2 separate regions of the Mus musculus genome follow, and region 1 is linked to region 2. A link is a contact called in public Hi-C data. All regions are on one chromosome and are shown on one strand. Each heading gives the region's core, a stretch centred on a gene start, on an enhancer-like site or on the middle of the called end of the contact. The rest is flanking DNA. Distances are from core to core; before and after follow the strand shown.

The links. Hi-C and Micro-C count contacts between places; a contact is called where the count stands out from the background.
Region 1: a contact with region 2 is called in a Hi-C map of liver, with 1.6 times the contacts expected there. The contact joins two enhancer-like sites. A contact is called at or near these places in 2 of 15 datasets of contacts at CTCF or cohesin (embryonic stem cells and large pre-B cells), 10 of 484 Hi-C or Micro-C datasets (the C10 cell line, LSK cells, embryonic stem cells and 5 more), 3 of 115 datasets of contacts at active chromatin or transcription factors (embryonic stem cells, forebrain and stem cell-derived neural progenitor cells) and 3 of 9 other capture datasets (adipose tissue, liver and pancreatic islet).

The regions. Positions count from the first base shown.
Region 1 is chr5:150,435,916-150,441,906 of GRCm38.p6, reverse strand. It overlaps Fry (FRY microtubule binding protein), which reads right to left. Exons shown (of 61, transcript NM_172887.2): 44 at 4,575-5,206; 45 at 3,099-3,196; 46 at 2,251-2,421. Among named protein-coding and RNA genes, the nearest start is that of Gm36299, 31 kb to the right of the region's middle. Within about 2 kb of position 4,621, at least 22 of the 459 cell types and tissues checked have an H3K27ac peak or open chromatin away from gene starts, as enhancers often do. A contact at or near this core is called in liver, where this site is marked.
Region 2 is chr5:150,265,592-150,272,238 of GRCm38.p6, reverse strand. The region is part of intron 1 of Fry (FRY microtubule binding protein); the gene reads right to left. Among named protein-coding and RNA genes, the nearest start is that of Fry, 9.0 kb to the right of the region's middle. Within about 2 kb of position 1,553, at least 12 of the 459 cell types and tissues checked have an H3K27ac peak or open chromatin away from gene starts, as enhancers often do. A contact at or near this core is called in liver, where this site is marked.

The DNA.
Region 1 (5,991 bases), core at 3,372-5,871, 170 kb before region 2:
GTAGCTCACAACTGTCAATTCTAATCAAGAGCTCCTGACGCCCTCTTGTGGCTTGTGAAGGTACTACATGCCCAAGTACCTTTAACACATAAAAATAAGGATACTTTTAAAAAGCTTTATTTTAAAAGTTCACTGTTCAGATTTACTGCAAAGAACTGACAGAAACCATGCAGGTAGACGTTGAAATCGCACATCAGAAGAGGTAACTGAGCAGTCTACACACACGAGAAAGCAGAGAGCTACATTAATCTATTGTGTGGGAAAAATGACTACATCGACTGGAAAGAAGATATAAAAACAAAACAAGAGAACACACAAAGAAAACAGTGCAAAAGTGTAAACAGATCATTATGCAAAAGGACACATAGAATAGCAAAATTCAGTGGGCACTGGGGAAAACAAAAATATTTACAGATCATCTCTAATGTTGTAGATTGAGAAAGCCTTTGTGAAGACCGAGTCCCCAAATGTATAGAGCTAAGAGCACCCACATAGCCACGCCCTTTGATGGGGTACTTCTACTTTAGGAAATGAGACCATACAATACTATTTCATAAAGTGCTTTTTAATACAAAGCCATGATTGGACTGGAGAGACAGCCCAGTGGTTAAGAGCACACCCTGCTCTTGCAGAGGTGCAGGGTTTGATGCCCGGAACCCATGTTAGATTGCTCACAGCCCCCTGTAACTCCAGGTCCAGGGATCTGATCCCCTGCTTTGGCCTCTGCAGGTACAGAACTCACCTGCCTCCCCTCCCCCCACAATTAAAACGAAATAGTAAATCTTGGTTAAAAAGTGAGTGACCACTTGACACATCACCAAGTGTCCCTTGATAATGTGGCAACAGGGCCATCCGCACAAACAAATCACAAATGTAAGCAATGGGACAGGGAAGTGTTAAGTGGAGTGTCACGTTCATGCGTAAATATCAAGTATTTATACACACAAAGTAAATATCAAGCAGACAGAGCAGAGCAATACAAGTCTGTGTGTGTGCAAGGGCAAGGCCAGGACCTGAATGAAGGAAAGAAATAGAACAGAAGTTGATAGACTCCACAGGGCAGGAAGCCGGAGAGGTCGTCATAGCAAGGCTGCTGACAGTTTTGGGCTAATGGCTGAACAGTACAATTTATGCATCTATTAAAATTTTTTTAGATTTATTTCCTACATTTGAGTGTTTTGCATGTATGAATGTATGTATGTGCATACATGTCTGTCGCATGTGAGCTCAGATCCCATGCAAGGAGACATCAGATCCCCAGGAACTGGAGTTATAGATGGCTGTAAGCTGCCATGTGGACTCTGGGATTTGAACCCAGGTCCTCTGCAAGAGCAGTCAGTGCTCTTAACCACTGAGCCATCTCTCTGGCTTCATAACTTTTTCCTTTTGAAGACAGAATATTATTCTACTATATGTACACACCGCATCCAATTTGTACTTTTAAAATGTTTATGGTAAACGTTCTAGACAAAATCTCCTACATGGTCATCTTACTCATTACCCCCTCAGGATGGGTGCTGTATGTCCCCTGCTTTGGTAGCAGGGTATATGTGGTGGTTTTCCTCATACTGTCTGGGTGCTGAGAGAAGGGTGAGTTTGCTTGCAGGAAAAGGTATGACCAGGGGATTATTGGAAGCAAGAGTGCTGTGTAGGAGGGGTGTTTAAAATGCTGGTCACTTGGAGGTGCTATACATGAGATCGTCTGCCTTGTAAAATGCTACAGACATCTCACATCCATGGTACAGAAGCTCAGAGTAAGAGTTTGTAAGGATTGTGCTAGAAACACACATGCTTCTAGTTGTACAGACAAGAGGCAATGATATTTTCTGTCTAGATTATAATTTGTTAATTAGTTTAGAACAATCAATTACTAACATGCCTAGCGACATACTAAGTTCTTGATGAGATCTGACTGCCATTCCCCACTCCCACCTCTTACCTCTGGGATTACAGATGTGTGCTCTCATGCCAGGCTAGGATCAAGTTTATCCCAGCCATGCTGATGGGAAGGGAGGCCGATGGATCTAGGGTCAGTTATCTTGAACTTACAGCTCATGAGTTAACAGAGCCCAGCCTCAGCTTCTTCACAGAATACCCCACTCACTGATGTGTTGTGAGGATTTAAAATGAATCCATTAGCATTTGGAGACCTTGGTCTCCCAGCACAAGGCACGACACTTACTGTCAAAGCTCTATACTCATGTGAACCATGGATGTTAAACTGATGTTATCCTTAGCGTCAACAATTACCTCTGCCAGGTAGGTGACCATGTTCAAGGTGATGTCGGCATAGGCTTCATGAAGGTAGCGACAGACCACGTTGACCCATGTGGCGCAGTCCCTTGTGTAGCTGTGTGTTTTGTAAAGGGTCATGACGTGAGCCAGGTTGGAAAGTTTAGGGTTTTTTTCTTCCAAGCAAACCTTTGAAGAGAAGCAGACCAATTTAGAGCGTTTCCAATGGACGGGAAGGGACGTTAGCAAACATTCTAAGTCCTGATCGTCTGGAGAAGAGCCCATATGCTTTTGGGTAGCGACGGAGATGCTTCATCGAGTCATTCACTAGTACACACTTTCCCTCACAAATCTTTCCACTTGCTTCGTGTTCATTAACTTTGCCTAGATGTGGATTCCAGGATGGATTCTGGTCGGCAAGCTTGGCAGCAAGCACCTTTACCTGCTGAGCCTTCTCAACAGCTACCATCTGCCTCTCCCTGCCTCCCCACTTCCTTCCTTCCTTCCTTCCTTCCTTCCTTCCTTCCTTCCTTCCTTCCTTCCTTCCTTCCTTCCTTCCTTCTTCTTTTGAGATAGGTCTTCTTTGTGTAGCCCTGGAACTCACTCTATAGACCAGACTGGCCCTGAACTTAGAGATGCACCTGTCTCTGCCTCCCGAATGCTGGGATCAACGGTGTGCACTGTACCACCATTCGGCTCCCACTTGCTTTTCTTAATAATGCAAACAAAATTTAAAAAGCCAATTTGTAACAGCCTACCGAGAGATGCCCATTATGAGTGATATCAAGTTTTGAGACAACTACTGCCTCCTTCAAACCAGCCACTTCCACCTGGCGCGGAGACTCTCTGACGGTCCTAAGGCATACCTGAGCGATCCTTTCAGCTATATCCTTACAGAACTGATTGGGATTTTCAAAATGCTGGATCAGTTGAGGCAGGAGACACAAGACATTCAGCGGAAATCCTGGATGAGAGAAGACACAGTGGCAATAGCTGAGTATTATGCTGTGACTGGTTAACAGTGGGAAGGAATATACTGATTTTATTTTGTTCGAAGGCTATGTGAAATTGGTCTTGTGGTTGTTAGAGTTGTTTGAGGCAGGGTTTCACACAGGCCAGAATCATCATTAAGGGTGACCTTGAAGTTCTGACCTGCCTGCCTCCACTTCTAGAATGCTGGGTTTATAGGTGTGTACCTCCATACTTGGTTGTATGTGGTACTAAAAATTGAATCTAAGGCTTTGTATAAGCTAAGCAAGCTCTGTCAGCTAAACCATCAGTTTTGTGGAGGAGGGTAAAGATGATCTGATAAAGAAATCTATGAAAAACACAACCAAAAGACACGGACTACAGGAGACACTGGAGTACACTTGAGATTTCAACATAGGATCGTCACCTGTTTGTGTGCAAGGAGAACTCACACAGATCTTACTGACATAGACTGACCTGAGCTGAAGCATCCGTTTAAGATTCTGTAAAAATAAAAATGTAAGCTGGATGTGGTAGCATACTCCTTTAATTCTAGCAACTTGGGAGGCAAGGGCAGGCAGATCTCTGTGAGTTCAAGACCAGCCTGGTCTACATAGTGAGTTCTGGGACAACCACAGCTATGTAGTGACCCTATCTTAAAAAACAAACACAAATAGCCGGGCGTGGTGGCGCACGCCTTTAATCCCAGCACTTGGGAGGCAGAGGCAGGCGGATTTCTGAGTTCGAGGCCAGCCTGGTCTACAAAGTGAGTTCCAGGACAGCCAGGGCTACACAGAGAAACCCTGTCTCAAAACAAAACAAAACAAAAAAACAACCAAAAACCAAAAAAAAAAAAAAAAGCCAAAAATATATTTAAGCCTTAGTCATGCAACAGCAAAGACCTTTCAAAAAATTATTGCTCAGCATGGCTGTTAAAACCTAATTAGTGAAATGCATTCTTAGTCACTTGCCATGGTATTAAAAAGCTGGTGTGTTGATTTTGCTTAATTCAGAACAATAAAAAGCCAATGCAATCTTTTCAAGAGGACAGAGAAGGGAAGAGAAAAACAAGATTTGGGAATTAGGAAAGAAATTTACAAGAGCAAGGAACTCAGTTGACAATGTTTGCAGTTTGACCCGAAATCATGAACACACATATATGAATACACATGCGAGAGCACACACGCATACACACACACACACACACACACACACACACACACACACACACACACACACACACAAAATTGCTGTTCCTGTTACTCGATTGCCAGTATTTAATACTGTAGACATAGACATATGGTATTAGCTTGTTTCTCTAAAGCTGAATGCAGCCACCAACAGGTCTACAGGCAGTGTGGCGCTGGCCTTACCAATAGCTTGGGACGAGTCCACCATGGGGACTTTGGACACTGATGTCAGCAAGCTGAAAAGCTGCAGGGTCAGGTCTGTGGTGGTGAGAGAGGTGAATCCCTTCAGGAGCAGCTGCTGTAGCCCTGGGAAGTCCGCCCACTTGAGCTGCGCCTGGAGTTTCTCCAGCTTTTCTCGGTTCTCAGCTTTCTCCAGCGGCATATGTGCCAGCAGTCGGTTCAAGAGCCGTAAGGCCATCAGGTATTCAAACTCAAAATCAGACTCCATCAGGGCCACCGTGACCCAGAAAATGGTGGCCAGCAGGTTGGTGGGGTGGCTTACGTGGGACGGGTCCGTGAGGCTCTCCTTCAGGGAGGAATTGCTTCTGGTTTTTGAGGAAAGGCCTTGTTGGGTACAAGCTTGAATTCTGTCCAGGGTGGCGCTCCGAGGCGGGTCTGAGGATCGGTCAACGACACCGAACTTCTTGGGCACAGAGAAGCTTCTCTGGTGCCGGCTTCGCTCTGCAGTCGTGGTGTTGCCGCTGCCGCCGCCGCCTCCGCCGCTGCCAGGAGTCCCGGGATTGACGTTCAGCTGTCCGGTGCTTTTCCTGCTCGCTGTCAGTTTACTGCTGGAGCTTAGGTCTGGCGATGAAGAACTAGGTACAAACAGAAGTGAAATCAGCGGAATGCCAGTGGGTACCACTGAAGAGCTGGCGCTCTTGTGCTCTGAGAAGCAGCTATGGGGGAGAATCCCTAGAGACCACCACCCTAATTGGGGCTAAGCAGGGCCAGACCTGGTTAGTACTTGGATGGGGCGGGGGCGGGGCATCTACTTTCTACTTAAATGGCTTTTAAGTTAAGGCTATGGGAAATAAACCTTAGCAAGAACAATCTCCAAAAACAGACACCCAATACAAACTTTCAATAATGGAAAATCTTAAAACTCCAGAGATGTAGCGAGCTTTCATATGCATTCTGTTTGAATTTGGATGGGAAGAATTATAAAATAAGACAGACCAGCAACCAAGCAAACACAAAATTTTTCTCCTCTTAACTTAGAACAGAATGTTGTCAAGAAGGAAGAAGGTAAGTACACACTGCAAAGGAAATATTTTTACACTTAGAAAATTTGATTTTCCTGCCCCCCCCCCCCCCCCCCCCACATCTGAGGCAGGGTCTCACTATGCAATCCTTGACAACTCAGAATTTATTATACTGATCAGACTGGCCTGAGCTTCCAGAGATCTTTCTTTTAACTGCACTCATACTGAAAACATCAAACTCTTTATCAGCAGTTTGTTTGGCTCCCTCCCTACCTCCTCCTCTCCCCCTCCCTCCCTCCCTCCCTCCCTCCCTCCCTCCCTCCCTCCCTCCCTCCCTCCCTCCCTCCCTCCTTCCCCAACCTCTCTGTGCAGCCCAGGCTGGCCTCAGCCTCAGTGCT
Region 2 (6,647 bases), core at 304-2,803:
GTATTGTGTGAGGGTGACAAACACTAACCAGCATGGGGGTGGGTTGGGGGAGGTAATGCCCATGTACATAATCTACCTAAATGAAAATGCTGTGCAATGAGTATACCGTAATCAGAAAGACTAAATAAGGACCCAATGTGTGTCGTGAGTGCACATTCGTATGCATGTTCACAGCGAGAAAGGCCCTGGGGGCCACCGAGCCCACCATGAGGCCAGTAAACCCATATCCTCAGTGTGCGGCTGTTAAAGATGCAGGAAGCTCATTAAAAAAATAGCAGGTTAATTTTAGAGGTTCTGAAATAGAAAGGTACTCTGGGTAAGACCATATTGACATTCAGTTTCTAGGCTTCATTCTCAGAGGAGATTTATTTTTAAAAATCTGATCTTCAGAAAATACAATCTGAGAAGTAAACTTGTTACAACACACACACACACACACACACACACACACACACACACACATGCGTAGTTGGCCTCCTATTAGAGGTTCATAGCTGCCTCCAATCCAGGGATCATAGGTTCTATTTACTCAGAACACCCTTTCCCCATTTCCATTGTTTTGAATACTTGCTGTTGGTGTAAAGCATACGGTGCTTCACCCTTTTAACACTCATACACTCATCCCTCTCGCCTTCTGGATACTGACCATGGTTTATGAAACTGAATGCTGAGCAAATGCTGGGCCGCATGGTTTATATCTCAAAGTCTCTAGAATTCCAGCAATTTTCTTACTCACCATATTTCAAGTCATAAGGAAGAAAAACATCTTCAGACCAAGAAACCAAGGCTGCTGCCACCTCAAGGAGGAGACAACCCATTCAGATTTACTGTTAGGCAATAGTCACTTCACTGTTTATAGACATATACATAGCATGTATTTATATTGACACATATTATTTCATATGTACATATATACATGGAATATTAATACGTGCATATACACACACATATGTATATAAACAAAATAATCTGATGGCCTATGCAGGGTGGGTTTTTCTCTTATTCCAGTTACAGAAGAGCAGGCCTCGCCAGGAAGCTGTGCAGGTCTGAGATTCCATCTCCTTTTGATCAGTAAAGTTCAACACCCATACCACTAACCCTCTTGCAGCTTAGCATTCACAGAGTTGCAGGAATAGCTGATAAATGCAAGGTGCACACAGTGCCATTTTTCAGTGAGAATATTAAAACCACTTCATATTCAAAAGCAGGAGACAAAAGGGCCAGGTTTGCTCTGTCTTCATAAGGAAGTAAGAAGAAACAGCCATGTGGGATTTCTCTCTCTCTCTCTCTCTCTCTCTCTCTCACACACACACACACACACACACACACACACACTACACATCATAAATACAAACCATACACACACACGAGAGAAAGACAGACAGACAGACAGAGTTCAAAGACTAGAACTTATCCAGAAATAGAATCATTTGATTGATTAATCTCTTAACCAGCAAACCATTTTATTGATGACCAAGCCCCACCTACATAAATACAATGTTCAAATGGAATTTTACTAAAGTGACATGCTAGTTAATCTAATACCCTATCCTTCCACCGGCTGCCAAAATACATATTTACCTGTCTGAAACTAAACTCTAAGAGGTCAGGCTAGTGCGTCTGATGCTTCGGCAAGAAGTCTCTCTCAGATGTGGATTTAATCATGTATTTCCATACTCTCACTGGCTCTTGTGGAGGTGGCTGAGAAATCCTGGGCTTTCAAAGCTGTGCTAAACTACTTCACACTCTGTCATTGATTAAGAACGACAGAAGCCTTCCGAGTTGTTTATCAAATTAAAGTTGATAAAAAGCACTCGTGAAGCTCTGGACGCCTTCCTGAAAAAGATCTCAGCTCCCTTAAATTGACACGTCAACAAACTCTCACGGCCTCTCGAAAAGCATTCGCCAAAATGGTATGGGTTTGGCTTAAACTTCCATCCTCGGCTCAGCAAATGACAGCACAGTAGAAAGGAATTAAGCCAAATCAGACTCATTACAGAGTTGTGCTGGTAGAATATAAACTTCCCCTGCTTAGCATCTGGAGTTATGGGTGACTAACATTGTAAATGCTTGTGCTAGTGCGCTCCGAGAAAGAGAGAGAGGGCGTGATTGTAAGATTATAGGTGAGTGGTGGGATATGAACGTTAACTTACAGAAATATGTAATTTACTTTGTCTCCCGGTGATGAGTGCACATGTGCACACTGCTCTTTAAGTCCCAAGACACACCGAAGAGACGCAGAGCCACTCAAAACGAAAAGGTAACTAACTGCCTTTGAATTTGTCCTGTGGGCAAACATTTTCTGAAGCATGGCAGCATGCTGTGTGTACCCCATGATCCCAGATCTGGGAGAAAGAACTGTGGGACCTGAGAGGACAAGACCAGCTTTGGGGATGGGGACGAGGGATGGGACACAGAAGCTTGGAACCAACTGGACTCAGGATGCCACCACCCACACAGAATAAGAAACATGGATGTGGAACTTGATGTTTTCAGGAATCAGAAAGCAGAGGCAGGAGAATTGCCACTAGTTCAAGGTCAACACTGTCTATGTAGTAAGTTGTAAGCCAGTCGGTGAGGTCTATATAGCAACACCCTGATGAAATGAAACAAAGGAAGAAAAATGAAAAGAAGGGGGTAGGAACCACAAATGCACAATAAAAAAGGAAGCCGACATGTCTCTTCCCATTGCTGTAGTGTAAAGAGTGCCTATCTGAAGGCTACTATACCTAGGAAAATCTAAGCAAGCGTTCCTTCATGGTCTAAGGCAAAAAAATTTAAAAATTAAAAGAAAAAACCAACGTGTACATTTCTTCTCCTTTAGCTATCCTGCTAGGAGAAGTATTTCAAAATGTTCTTACAAAGCCAGCCCCGTAAACACCAGGCTTCCTTCCAAATGTCCTCTGAAGAGAAGAATGTAAAAATATACAAAGCTAGGACCAACAGGCTATCAAACACATTCTCCAAAATAATGTTCCCCAAGGCCTGCATGCCACACTGTCTTTGGGTCATAGGGCGCCTCTCCCTGGGGTTCTAAAAGCCAAAGGGACTTCTGTATGAATATACCTAAATCCACGTGTACCGCATCCGTGATGTTCCAGAAATAATGCATGTCTGTACACAGTAGATGATTAATAAAGAGGAATTGAATAGTGTTTGCCATGAATGTCTCACACTATGAGACAGCAAGACACATCAGTGCGGTAGTACCCGTCTTAGTGTTTCCATTGCTGTGAAGAGACACCATGACCAAGGCAACTCTTAAAAAGGACAACATTTAATTGGGGGTGGCTTAAACACAGATTCAGTCTAATACTATCATGGCGGGAAGCATGGCAGTGTCCAGCCAGGCGTGGCGCTGGAGGAGCTGAGAGTTCTACATCTTGTTCTGAAGACAAACAGGAGAGACTGTCACTAGGAGGAAGGACTGAAAGCCCACCCCCACAGTGACACACTCCCTCTAACAAGGCCATGCCCCCTAATAGAGCCACTCCCTGGGTCAAGCATATTCAAACCACTACAATACCCAAGAAGAGCTCATGGTCCAATGGGAAGCTTTATGGAACAGTCAAGTATGGAAAAGTAGGAAATGATGTTCCTATAGAAAAGGAGACTCCCATTGTTCTTCCGGTCTTCCTGAGAGATGCAACCTTTCAGCCCAAGTAATGGGGCTCGAGAGGTAGCTCAGTGGTTAAGGCCATGGGCTAGTCTCCCAGCAGACACTGGTGCAATTCTCAGTATCCTCATGGCAGCTCACAAGCATCTGTGACTCCAGTTTCAGGTGATCTGGTGCCCTCTTCTGGCCTCCTCCAGTACTGCATGCATATGGCATAGACACACACACACACACACACACACACACACACGCCAACACCCATATATACAGAATAAAAATAAGCAATTCTAAGAGAGAAAGGAAGGGGAGGGAGAAAGAGAGAGAAACACTATCTTATTTATATAGGCCACCACTCCAGGATAAAGTAAATGTTTTTCTTTCTTCCTTCCTTCCTTTCTTTCTTTCTTTCTTTCTTTCTTTCTTTCTTTCTAAGATTTGTTTATTTTATGTATGTGAGTTCAGTGTCATTCTCCTCAGACACACCAGAGGAATTTATTGGATCCTATTACAGATGGTCGTGAGCTACCACATGGTTGCTGGGAATTGAACTCAGGACCCCTGCAAGAACAGCTAGTGTTCTTGATCGCTGAACCATCTCATCTCTCCAGCACAAATAATATGTTTTAAAAGAATAAATACATTTAAACTGCTGAATGGGATCTATGAAGAGAAAACTGAAGTTAAACTAGGGACTGTCTTGCTCCAACAACATCAGCCACATTCCCAGGAAGTTTTAGACTTCAGGAAAGAAAGCTAATAAATTCAGAGAAAAATTATCACATTTATTAAAAGTCAGACTTACCTCTGATCTACTTAAGTGACAAATACCAACTTACATTGCAGTTTAAAATTTTTTAATTATTTTTTTATTTCCTGTGTAGGAGTGTTTTGCCTGCATATATGTCTATGCACCACTTGCGTGCCTGGAGCCCATAGAGGCCAGAAGAGGATGTCAGATCCCCTGTAACAGCAGTTACAGATGTTAAGTCACCAAGAGGTGCTGGGAATGGAACCTAGGTCCGCTGAAAGTGTGGCCAGTTAATTCCCTTAAACACAGAGCCATCTCTCCAACTCTACACTGCATTTTTAAAGTCTTAGTCAGAGGTAAGTATTTAACTAAGGCTATTATTTATTCATACAAATCTTGCCTGGAATGTTACAAAATGGATCTTCATGATACCATATCAATATCTCCTAAGAGATATTAACAAGGGTAAGGTGCCCATAGCTGATGGGCAGGCCACTGAGGGTTAACCTGGACAGAGGATAGGACAGAATGCCCCCCACCAAAGCCCCTCACTCCTCAGCAGCTCCAGCTAACACTGAATATTACAGAAGGCTGAAAAATGTAGACACCACTAATATGATGCTCAGGACATATGTAACCTCTCTGCCATTTAAACTGTGCCCCAAAGTAAATGAGTCTCGGGCGTTCAAATGTCTTGAAACAGAAGGCTCTTCAAGGGTATTTCTTATCATCCGAAGTATCTAAACCCTGGCAACTTTCTCAAATATTCTGGATTGATCCCAACGTGGGAAATTATTCAGGTCACATCTCTTTATTGTCTATTTCTGTTTGCCTGTCAGAAAGGCATTCCAATTCCTTTTCTTTTCTTTTTTTTAAGATTTACATATTTTATTTGTATGAGTATTTTTCCCAAATGTATAACTGTGCATTATGTGGGCCCAGTGCCAGGGCCAGTAGTGGGAACATCCCCTCCTCTAAATACTAAGGACAATTAGGAGCTTGCTACTAGTTCTAAACAGAAATACAACCTAGCAGGAAAACATCAGTAATGTGGGCCAACAACCATTCTAAAAGAAGTTAAAAGCATACATACATTTACACTTAATCCATTTAATTCAATTTACTTTAACTGGAGATGTATGCATGTATGTATGTATGTATGTATGTATGTTTGTATGTATGTATGTATGTATGTATCTATCTAACTATCATCTAACTATCTATCTACAAACATCAGTATCCATGCTGGAGCTCAAATCTAGGGTCTCAGGAATGCCAGACAAGCATGGTACTGCTGAGCAACACTGCCAGCCCTGGAGCCGGCCAAGTAATATACTTGCATACACCTTTCAGAGTAGGAACAAATCAACACAAAAGAAGTAATCTTGTTAGTTACCTGTGTGCATGTGTTTGGTGTGAAGATGAGAATATGAAAAACGCATGGGGAATATTTGTAGATTCCTAGCTTAGGCCCCTCAAAGAGGCTCATCCTAAAGAGAAGGTCCTCTGCAGCAAGAAAAGAAAAAATGTGTGTGTGTGTGCAAGTGTGTGTGCAAGTGTGTGTGCATGCATGACGGAGGGAGAGAGGGAGGGAGGGAGGGAGGGAGGGAGGGAGAGAGAGAGAGAGAGAGAGAGAGAGAGAGAGAGAGAGAGAGAGAGAGAGATTGTATATACTTAAGCACACAGAGAGGAGAGCAGGGTGTGCCAGAGGCTAAGAACTGGCAGAAAGTATTAAGCAATAAAAATTTAAATAGCTATAAAACACCAAGTTCCCAGCATTGCCCTTGATCCTTTGGTCCTTTTGGCAGATATGAAAACAATGCAGGGGCTGGAGAGACCACAAGGCTGCTCTTCCAGAGCTCCAGGCTTGGATTCCCAGCACGCACAGGGCAGTCCACAATCTTCCTGAGCCCCAGGGCATTCGCCAGCTTCTGCCCTCCACAGGAACCAGGCATAGAAGTAATGCACAGACATTTATGTAGGCAAAGCACTCATACAATTTTTTTAAACAAGCAAAACACTGTGATCAGCCTTGGGGAATGGGTGAACGGCATCTACTGACCTCCTGGTTTCAACCAACAAATCACTTTCTATGTTTTTTCCAAGTTTACAAGTGTGGATACTATATATCCCACAGGGTTGTGGGGAGGAACAAAGAAACAATCATTTGGCCTCTTTTGTCCAAGGTAGTCTCAGAGGACAGCATCCCTGCGTCACCATTAACTTTCACTCTCAAAAGTGTCCCAGTTTGGATGAATAATTATGTGACTGCCCTATATATAA